2 separate regions of the Callithrix jacchus genome follow, and region 2 is linked to region 1. The links are chromatin contacts, called in public Hi-C maps. All regions are on one chromosome and are shown on one strand. Each heading gives the region's core, a stretch centred on a gene start, on an enhancer-like site or on the middle of the called end of the contact. The rest is flanking DNA. Distances are from core to core; before and after follow the strand shown. Region 1 overlaps HIP1R (huntingtin interacting protein 1 related). Region 2 overlaps ABCB9 (ATP binding cassette subfamily B member 9).

Region 1 (5,618 bases), core at 446-2,945:
GACAGAGGTGAGTGTCAGGAGCCGAGGGGAGCAGCTCAGTTCCTGAGGCTGGATGCCCAGATGTTCACCTACTTGCCCTCTGGCCACAGACACCATGGACTTCTCTGGCCTGTCCCTCATCAAGCTGAAGAAGCAGGAGATGGAGACCCAGGTAGGTCCCCACAGCTGTCCCACGACCTGTGAGTTCATCCCTTGGGTGAAGCCTGGACCGGGAGAGGGCTCCGTGGGGAGGCTGCACTGGGCTGGGCTGAGCAGGCCATGTGGCTACAGGTGCGCGTCCTGGAGCTGGAGAAGACGCTGGACGCTGAACGCATGCGGCTGGGGGAGCTACGGAAGCAACACTACGTGCTGGCTGGGGCAGCGGGCAGCCCTGGAGAGGAGGCGGCCAGCCGGCCCAGCACTGCCCCCCGAAGTGTAGCCACCAAGAAACCGCCCCTGGCCCAGAAGCCCAGCGTGGCCCCCAGACAGGACCACCAGGTGCTGTGAGCACTGGGGTTGGGGCAGTTCCTGGAGGGGAGTGTCATCCCTGGCCCCAAAGGGGCACATGGTGCACATCCCTGGAGAAGTCAGGAACCACTGATAAGCCCTAGTGACACGGCATGCAGGGAGGGGCTTGCTCAAGGGAGAGGTGGGGCCCCGGGAGCCTGGCCATCACCACTGAGCCCGTCACCTCTGACTCCTGCAGCTTGACAAAAAGGATGGTATCTACTCAGCTCAACTCATGAACTACTAGGCCCCTCAGGGGTTCAGCAGGGTGGCTGGTAGATAGGCCTGGGCCTCTGCAGCTGCCCTGACAGAACCGAGGGGCCTTGCCCTCCACCCGGGGCCCAAGCCTCCCACCCCACTGCCCAGATCAGCGTCCTCAAGGCCCCTGGCCCTTACTGAGCTTGCAGGGGCCTGAGCCATGTGGTGGTGCTTCTGGACCTCTCTATCATCTGCAGAAGGAACTCTGGGGTACAACCAGGACCCAGTGGGCCTGAGCCTCAACTCTTCAGGAAATATAGAGAGCGTTTTTAATATTCTGAGCTAGAGCTCTTTTTCCTACGTTTCTAGTCAGCACACTGGGAAACGGGGCCAGCGCGGGGCTCCCTGCCTTCTGGACTAAGAGCCTGAGGTCGTGGATGGACGGAAGGTGCACAGCCCGTGCTGGCTGACAGGACTGGGGCCCACCATCCTGCCTGTGGCCTTCTTGGGCACTGATTCCACCAGGCCCTCCAGCTGCAAGGCCTCCGCAGACCAGGCTCTGGGTGGGCTGGAGGAATGTCACCCATTACTCCCCAGGCCTGGCCCTCACACCTCTGTGGTGGGAGCCCCCAAGAGGTGGTCAGATGCTGGAAGTGGCCGCTTTCTGGGGAGCGAGGTGAGACAGTGGCCCAGCCCTGCCTTAGCTCCTGGAGTTCCATTTCCTGCTGGAATTTGCAGCCACCCCCATTTCCTGTTTTCCATTCCCCCGTTCTGGCTGTGCCCCACTGCCCACCTGGGGGGGGTGGTTTCCAGCCCTTCAGAGTGGGACCTTGGCCCTAGGTCCTCCAGCTCAGCCAGAAACCCAGCTGCTGGACCAGGGCCCTCAGGGAGGGGACCCAGCAGCTAGAGTGAGCTTTGCCTGCCCACTGGATTTGAACAAATGTGTGTCCCTTGAGCCCGAGGGGAGTGGCAGGAGGGGTGGGACCAAGCTGGGAGGACAGACCAGCAGCTGCCATACCCTCCTGCCCCCCAGCCCTTTAGCCGTTCGCCCTGTGCTCTGGAAAGGCTACCAAATACTGGCCAAGGTCAGGAGGAACAAAAATGAGCCAGAAGGACCCGGCCCTTGGCTTTGTGTTAGCCTTTCCTCCTGTTGGAAGTGTTCTGTTGGCAATAAAATGCACTTGGACTGTGTCACTGATGCCCCAGAGGGAGGGGCTGTGCCTGGCTCTTCAGTCCTCCGGGGACATGTGTCTCCTTGTCAGGCCCTGGTCAGGTGCTGGACTGGGGACTCCATTGTGTCTGCATTTAATCCTAGAGCACTCGGGACTGCAGAAAGACTCAGCATGGCTGTCACTGGCTGTGCGTGGCAGCCTTCCATCTCTGGGAGATTTATGGCCTGGAGGCCCTCCTTTTTACACAGGAGGTCAAGAGCTAGCTGCCTCCACAGAGGCCACCTCCACTCCCAGCCTCGATGCCCACAGCCTCCCTGGGGCTCCCAGCAGTTGCTGACCCCCTCCGCGTGTCTGAGACCATGCCTTAGTTGACAGTTCTTAAGTTAAGGTGGGGACCCTGACTCCCAGCTGGCCGGGACTTGAGCCATGACCACACATAGCCTTTCCACTTACCAGAAAACTGTAAGGGCGTTTAGTCCTTGGGTGTGCGGCAGCCTCACTCAATCACCCACTTTCTGCAGGAGCACATGCCAGAGGGAAGGCTGAGGTGGGTGGGCTCACCCTGTCCTACCTCCTGCCAAGATAACTGGCATTTATGGAGAAACAGGCCAGGGAAGGTCGGCGGGGGAGAAAAGGCCCCTTGGCTGGCTCCTGTATGGCCTCAGACGAGCCTCCCACCTGTGCCCAGATCTCCTGGAGGATGAAGTGGGGCCTTTTGGCTGGGGCTGTGTAGCCAGGGGTGGTGTGCCAGGTGGCTAGGACCATATGTGTGAAAGGGCTTTGCAAACTGACCATAAGGGCCGAGACGGACCCTGTTCCTTGGTCTTGTTTACATAGTGAGATGGCTTCAGAAAACAAAAAGAACTGATTCTCCCCCAGATACAGACCAGTGAAAGTCCACAGGCACTGATGACACTTGACTATCATTCTTGAGTCCTCAATGACCAAACTTTTTTTTTGGAGACAGTCTTGCTTTGTTGCCCAGCTGGGAGTGCAGTGGCGCTGACTCACTGCAACCTCTTCCCAGGTTCAAGCGATTCTCCCTCAGCCTCCCAAATAGCTGGGCTTACAGGCGTGTGCCACTACCCCTGGCTAATTTTTTGTTGTTTTTTGTTTTGTATTTTTAGTAGAAATACGGTTTTGCCATGTTGGCCAGGCTGGTCTTGAACTCCTGACCTCAAGTGATCCACCAAGTGTTGGGATTACAGGTCACTGTGCCCAGCTGAATCCTTTAACTGGAGAGACCGCCTCACACATGCCGGGCTAGAAAGCAGGAGCCTGGGGTCTGGTCTTGCTCTCCTGCCCTCTTGGACCCGCCACTGCCCCTGGTCATCCTTGTGAACAGGCCACACAGCTGGAGGAAAGGCTCCCACAAGCAAGGTTCATGAGCCACAAAACTCTGAAGTCCAGCATCCTCACTCAACTGGACAACAGATTTGGCTGTAAGCTTCCTGGCAGCCACCAGGAAAAGAGAAACTATCACTTTAAGGTAAACAGGTTTCTCAGGGAATGCTTCCCTCTTCCTCACAGGAAAATCATACGAATTTCTGCTGTACATCCCCATCGTCCCCATAGACAATGATATGCCAGGAATGGCAGCTTTGAGAGACAGCAACGGGAGGTTGCACTCATCTCAGTTCCTGAAGTCCCTCACAGGGGCATCATGACCCAGATACACAGCTCAGCTACGGTGGTGAAGACGCAGGCACACACAGACGCAGGCATGCAGCTTGGCCAGGGTGGCAGGCACATGGGCGTGAGCACACAGCGACACAGGCACACAGCCGGGGCGGTGGGCACAGAGGGACACAGACATGCAGCTCAGCAGGGGGTACTCAGGGACGCAGGCACCTCGGCCAGGGCGGCGGGCACATAGCCCAGCTGGGGCCGGGAGCACATGGTGGACACAGACACAGGCACACAGTTCAGCCGGGACGGAGAGCACAGGGTACAGTTGTGTAGCTCTCCAAGGAGGCCGGGCTGGCAGGATCCCCACCTCTCAGCCTAGAGAAGGCAGCAGCACCCACTGGGCTTTGGAGTGGGCAGAGGCAACTGCCTTCTTAAAACACCTGCTGGCAGGCCCCCAAAGCAAAATGTCAGAGCTGCTGGTTTCCTCACTAAAACCCACCACAGAACACCCTAATGAGCTCACACCATTCACACAGCACATCGTGGCAACCTCAAGGACAAAGTGCAGGCACAGCCTGAGCCCTGAGGTCACCTTCAGTCCCCTGCTTGGACAGTGGCTGTGATCCTGAAGACATGCTCTCTTACGCACAGGACATGCTTTCTGTCCATCACTGATGTTTGAGACTCTGGTGACAAACCAAGAGGGTAAGAGGCCCCAGCTTTGAGCCAGGGATCCCAGACAGGCAGACATTTTGTTCTCAGCTTCACACACAGACATCCCAGCCAGCTTCCCTGCTGAAAGTCTGATCACTGATGCTTCAGAACCACACATCAGGAACATCCACATCCCCAATAAATGACAGGCCTGTTATTAATAATTCTCTATTTATTAAAAAGGGTCCTACAGCTTTACAGCCACAGCACCGGACACGGCCCTGAACAGCGACGGCAAGCCCAGCCAGGGGCCCCTTCGCAACGCATTTGGCTGCGACCGTGGCTGGGCTGTGGCATCCCTGACAGCGGCTGGTGGCGGAGGTATGGGGGCGGGTGGCACCGCTCACTGGAGATTCACAGAACATGGCAAGCCTGCCTGACTGGCGTGGCAGTGAATCATCCTGTACAACTTCATTTCCTTTAAGAAAACGGTTACAGTAGAGTTCAAGTCCGAGAGCAGGAATGTACAGTCATTGAGGACAAAAGGCAGTGGCCTGGCCCGTGGCCCACTGGGACAGACCCCGCTTCAGTTCTGCCTTGTCACCCTGGTGGCTAGACACAGGTCAGGACCCTAGATGCCTGACAAGTGACAGGGGAGGGGCAACCCAGAAGGTCCACGGGTAAGCACCTGGGCCTTTTCTGTCAACAGATGCCGCTGCCCCCTGCTGGGCTCTAGGCCTTCAGCACACGTGGCACGTAAAGATGAGGTTCCACGGGGGTGGAGAGAAGAGCAGGTTCAGGTGGTTGGAGCACAGCCCCGCCCCTCAATCCCACTGGTGGGCTTTCTCCAAATCCCTACCACCACCCGCCCTGAGGCCCAGCTACTAGCCAGCCAGGGCCAGAAGATACTGGCTAAGGGTAGCCTGAGTCAAGGCAGTCAGACGTCTTGACTACATGTAACAGGGCAATGAACTTGGACAAGCCCTTCAGAGAAAGCAGAGCCGCTGGGGGCCCCGCCCAGCCCCTAGCAGGTGTGAGTCCTGGCACCTGGGGAACTAAGGCACAGCACGGACACCCGAGGGTAGGAAATCGCATCCGCTTCATCTGCATTTCAATCTGCTCAAGACAGTATTTGCATTTTAAAAAAAATTTCCCTGAATGGTCTTGGGAGTGTCAAAAAAGTTTTCTTTGTCAATATAAAACAGGAAAATCACACATGTAGTAAAAATATTGGGGGATTATTTTCTTCATAGAAACCTTCAGGGCCGGCTCGAGGCAGGAGGGAAGAGAAGCAGCTGGGGACAAGATTTGCTATACAAAGTCCCGCTCGTGCGGTCCCCTCCCACACCGGTGGCCATTCTCCAGCCTCTGGACTTGGCAGTGGGTCCAGTGCAAACTTTGCTTGTGGCTCTGAAGCAAGAGCAGCAGCCAGGTCAGGCGGTGACTGTGATGACCTCTCCCCAACATTCAGTGAGCAAC
Region 2 (4,928 bases), core at 1,866-4,365, 87 kb after region 1:
TAGCACCATACTTGGCTAATTTTTAAATTTTTATTTATTTATTTTTGAGACATAGTCTTGCTCGGTCACCCAGGCTGGAGTGCGATAGTATGATCTCGGCTCACTGCAACCTCTGCCTCCAGGGTTCAAGCAATTTCCCTCCTAAGTAGCTGGGATTACAGGTACTTAGCAGATTTTTGTATTTTTAGTAGAGACAGGGTTTCACCATGGTGGCCAGGCTGGTCTCAAACTCCTGACCTCGAGTGATCCATCCACCTTGGCCTCCCAAAGTGCTGGGATTACAGTATGAGCCACCACACCCAGCCCAGTATTATTCTTGATATGATCATGCTGTTTCCCCTACTTACCTTAGAAATACCACATTGCTTGGAGCCCCCCGAGCACCCCTACCCTGTTAAGATCCCTCTTCCCCACACCCCTCCCATCTCTCAGGATCCCCCAACGCACGCCCCTCACCTCCATACAGTCTCCCAGGACAAACTCGTAGATGATGAAGGCGATGAGGTTGCCGCTGGTCATCTGGCCCGAGATGACAAGGTGGCCTCCGTAGTAGAGGATGCTGACCTGCACCACCAGCAGTGTGAGCTGGGGCAGAGGGACAGCAAATGTGGGTCGGGGGGCCTTAGATCCCCCACCATCCCCCATTCCCCGCCCCATCCCAGGCTGCAGGGGGAGGTGAGGGCAGACCCAGCCACAAACTGAAATGCCAGCCATTGCCAGGGGTGTCTTCCAAGGCCTGTCATTCATGCCTGCCCCTGCCCCAAGCATTTCCCTGCAGAGGCCTCCAGCCGGAGCAGGCTGTGGGCTTGGCTGCAGAACAAGGCTTTCTTTGTGAGGCCCTGGTACACACATGCCACCCCCAGCCTCCTCAACTCAGCCATGCGGGTGCTATTCGTCCTTCTCATGGGGAAGAGCATGACTCAGAGAGGGCGAGTGCCCTGGCTAAGGTCACACAGCGAGCGGGCAGAGGGGGATGACGAGCTCTGTTTCCTCCCCCAGTGGGTTCTGTAAAGAAGAGGCTGTGTTGGGGGCACCTGTGCCTTCCTCTGGTGCCTAGGGGGTGTCAGGGAGGGGAGTGGAGTCTGAGTACCCATGGCAGCCCACAACCCCGCCAGGGACTCCATTTGCCCTCCTCACACCCAACCAGAACTAGGCTGCTGTCTGGACCACCGTGCTTTGGTGGAAGCTGCAAAGGCATCCCCTGCAGGCGGACAGATTGCTAAGAGGCTCCACCAGCTGGGCTGACCCTTAGCCCCTCCTCTCCTCCTTGGCTGGTGCTTTTGGGAGGTGGTGGCCCCAGGAGGACCCAGATATCCTCTGTCCCCTGGATCCCCTGTAGACCACCAGCTCCCTCCTCCCTCTCACTCCAAACCCTCCTCATTCCTCCCCAGCTATGCCCTGACTTGCCCACCTCCCATGTGTGGCCAGTGGGGCAATGACATGATCCACGTGCCCCCCATCCTCCAAGGAGGGGTTGTGACTCACCCCAAGAGCACACCAGACACTGTCGGGGGTGTGTGTGGCTATGACATGAGACCTGCCTGAAAGGGGCCTAGGGACCTGCTGACTCCCTGCCTCAGCAAAGAGGTTTCCCCAGCTGGGAAAAGAAAGCTCCCACCCTGCCACCCCACACCCAGGTGAGAGGGAGACAGGAGGCTGCATTGCTTCCTGGAAAGCCTGGAAAGATTCTCAGCTGGGAGAGGTAGCTCACACCTGTAATCCTAGCACTTTGGGTGGCCAAGGTGGGCAGATCACGTGAGCTCAGGAGTTTGAGACCAGCCTGGCCAACATAGTGAAACCCCATCTCTACCAAAAATACAAAAACTAGCCAGGCATGGTGGCAGGTGCCTGTGGTACCCGCTACACAGGAGGCTGAGGCAGAATTGCTTGAACCCAGGAGGCAGAGCTGCAGTGAGCTGAGATCACGCCACTGCACTCCAGCCTGGGTGACAGAGCAAGACTGTCTCATTGAAAAAAAAAGAAGAAAGATTCTCCAGCAGCTTGCTGCCAACACGCAGGGCTGATGTCCTAGCTCAAAGGCTTCCTCCATGTTTGCATCCCATCCCTCCACATACCCCACTGCCCCAGACGTAGTACATATAGGCGGCCGCCTCCTTCCTGTTCAGCTTGTACACCTGCTGCAGCTTCCGCAGGTACACCTCTGCCTCCTCCTCCTCGTTGGCGAAACTCCGGACAGTCTTCATGGCGCTGATGGTCTCCTCGGCCGTGTTGCTCGCTCTGGCCAGGGCATTTTGGACCTCTTTGGAGAGCCTCTATGAACAGGAGGGGGACAAGAAAGAGGAGACCCCAAAACAGCCTCACTATCTGCTGGAGCCCCCAGGCTTCTCTGGGTTTTTCCACACGTCTCCGGCACCAGGTCTATGCAAGAGGTTCCTGGGATGAAGAGACAAGATCTTGCTCTCTCTCCCCTATCTCCTTCTGGCTCAATCTGACACACTCAGATAGTCAACTCCAGAAAGGCTCTTGGGGTTTCAGGTCCTGAAGGATGGGGTGTGCTGATCATGAAGTCACCCCCAGTATTCAAAAGAGGTTATTCGTGGCCAGTTTTTGGTAATCCTTTCAGAAAAGGGGCCACAACACCTGACCCAGTGCTGACCTAAGGGCAGGGATGCCCTGGATGGCTGTTCAGGTTGTACACTATACAAGAAACACCAACTATTAAAGGGGCACCCTTAACATAACCAAGCTAAATTATGTGAGAGCCTGAGGGTTGGCACAGAGATTCCAGAGCTCCCAGCCAAGTTCCAGATGGTGGCAGGGGCCATAGGTTGTGAAATCCACCCACATCATGTGCGTTTAACCACAGGCAGAGCTCAGAAGTGGCCCCAAGTGTGCAGCCACTAGGCTGCTGTTCACCAGAGTCCTGGGAGAGGCCCCTGTGTGAGGCTGTTCTTACTTTGCAGGCATCCCCATGCTCTGATTCTCAAGCCAGCCAGGAAGGCTGCCAGAGAGGCCAGGACAGGAGCGTGCACTGGCGTGTCCCATGACCATGTGTCACACCCCAGCCGCAGGAAGCATGCAGGGTGCCCCGGGAGGAGCCACACCTTGCCTGAGTCATGTCTGGCCACGGGCAGTGTGTGTGGCTTGCAGAGCTGACTCGCTGGCTACTCACAACACATTCAGGTATGGGGTGGAAAACCCAAACAGAGCCTTCCTGAGGCCACCCTTAGCTCAAAGGCGGGGCCTGCAGTGCACACAGTGGTGGGGGCTGAGGGGGAGCTCCAGGGTTTCCTGCTCTGTCCCAGGGGCCAGTGGGAAGGCCGGAAGCAAGGGGTGGGGAGCAGAGTGCCGGAAATGGCTCAGACTGCAATGAATAGATTTACTTTCTCATCTCGGTGAGGACAGCGGGGAGGCTCGTGACCTGGAACTTCGGGAAGAGGTCCCTCCTGTGTGGCTGGAGAAGGCTGTGGGGAACGGCCTTACCAAGATGGCTTCCTTTGTTACCCTGGTCTCAGGTCACCGACACCAAAGGCTCCAATGGAGCTGTGACAGTGACTTACCCAGCACCACGTGGAGGCCATCATGCATCCAGCCCCTGCTCAGAAGTACCCCCTGTGGGTACTTCTGTCACAGGGTCACCTGTCACAGGGTCACAGCCCTGCCTGTTTGAACCCAGCCTGTCTGTCCCTTAGGGTTCAGGGGCACCCGCCCATTCGGGACACAGGAGGTGGGTAAGGTCAAACCTGACTCACAGGCCTAGCTCTGAAGCAGAGGCAATGCTAGGGGGTGGCCAGAGGGGACGGGAGCCTGCCCGTGACAGCATCATGGCGGGCCCGTGCTGCCCCCACTTATGCACCAGGCACCTTCCAACCTGGAGCCTCTGCACTGGCTGTGCCTTTCGCCCAGCACGGACCTTCCGAGACACCTGCCTCCTTCAGAGCCTTGCGCAGATATCCCCTTCTCAGCAAGACCTATTTAACTTGTATTTATTCATTCATTTTAGAGACAGGGTCTCACTCTGTCACCCAGGCTGGAGTACAGTGGCGTGATCACAGCCCACTACAGCTTGACCTCCTGGGCTCAGGCGATCCTCCCACCTCAGCCTCCCAGGTAGCTGGGACCACAGGCATGAGCCACCAAACCCATATAATTTTTAAAAGTTTTTTGTGGAGATGGGGGGTCTTGCTAAATTGCACAAGCTTGTCATGAACTCCTGGGCTCACAAGGTCCTCCCGCCTCTGCCTCCCAGAGTTCTGGGATTACAGGCATGAGCCACCAGGCCCAGCCAGCAAGTCCAATTTAAAATTGTAACCACCCCCGATGCTCCCAATCCCTTTCCTCCTCACTTCATGTATCTCCTTAGCCCTGACCATCTTTTATGTATTGTGGATTCTCATTCTTTGTGCTGCTGGTACCTAGTATCTGTCTCTGCCACTAGAAGACAAGTTCCAGGAAGGCAGGAGCCTTGTCTGTTTCACTGATGTATCCCAGTGCCTGGGACATAGCAGGTGCTCAATAATTACTTAATGGATGAGTAAATGAATGAATGAATGAATGCAAACACAGCCTCAAAACCAGTCCTCAGGCTTGTGCGATGGCTCACGCTTGTAACCCCAGCACTTTGGGAGACCAAGACAGGCAGATCACGAGGTCAGGAGATCGAGACCATCCTGGCCAACATGGTGAAAACCCATCTCTACTAAAAATACAAAAATTAGCCTCGTGTGGTGGCACGAGCCTGTTATCTCAACTACTCGGAGGCTGAGGCAGGAGAGTTGCTTGAATCAGGGAACCAGAGGTTGCAGTGAGCCGAGATCGTGCCACTGCATTCCAGCCTGGCGACAGAGCGAGGCTCCATCTCAAAACAACCAACAAAAAACAGTCCTCCGCTAGCCCTTAGTGGCCCTGGGCCCCTCCTAAGGGGACGTTTGGGGGCTGCCAGGACACACAGCCCCCAGCAGGGACGA

What was found. A called contact is a pair of places that touch in the nucleus more often than the background predicts.
Region 2: a contact with region 1 is called in a Hi-C map of skeletal muscle, with 5 times the contacts expected there. The contact joins two enhancer-like sites. A contact is called at or near these places in 3 of 3 Hi-C or Micro-C datasets (induced pluripotent stem cells and skeletal muscle).

Annotation. Positions count from the first base shown.
Region 1 is chr9:126,040,471-126,046,088 of calJac240_pri, forward strand. HIP1R (huntingtin interacting protein 1 related) reads left to right here. Exons shown (of 33, transcript XM_078337570.1): 30 at 1-7; 31 at 90-151; 32 at 271-477; 33 at 1,054-1,875. The coding sequence ends at 1,113. VPS37B (VPS37B subunit of ESCRT-I) reads right to left here. Exons shown (of 4, transcript XM_035258001.3): 4 at 4,354-5,618. Among named protein-coding and RNA genes, the nearest start is that of HIP1R, 29 kb to the left of the region's middle. Within about 2 kb of position 1,696, at least 8 of the 16 cell types and tissues checked have an H3K27ac peak or open chromatin away from gene starts, as enhancers often do. A contact at or near this core is called in skeletal muscle, where this site is marked.
Region 2 is chr9:126,126,411-126,131,338 of calJac240_pri, forward strand. It overlaps ABCB9 (ATP binding cassette subfamily B member 9), which reads right to left. Exons shown (of 12, transcript XM_035258042.3): 6 at 2,076-2,273; 7 at 457-585. Among named protein-coding and RNA genes, the nearest start is that of ABCB9, 24 kb to the right of the region's middle. Within about 2 kb of position 3,116, at least 7 of the 16 cell types and tissues checked have an H3K27ac peak or open chromatin away from gene starts, as enhancers often do. A contact at or near this core is called in skeletal muscle, where this site is marked.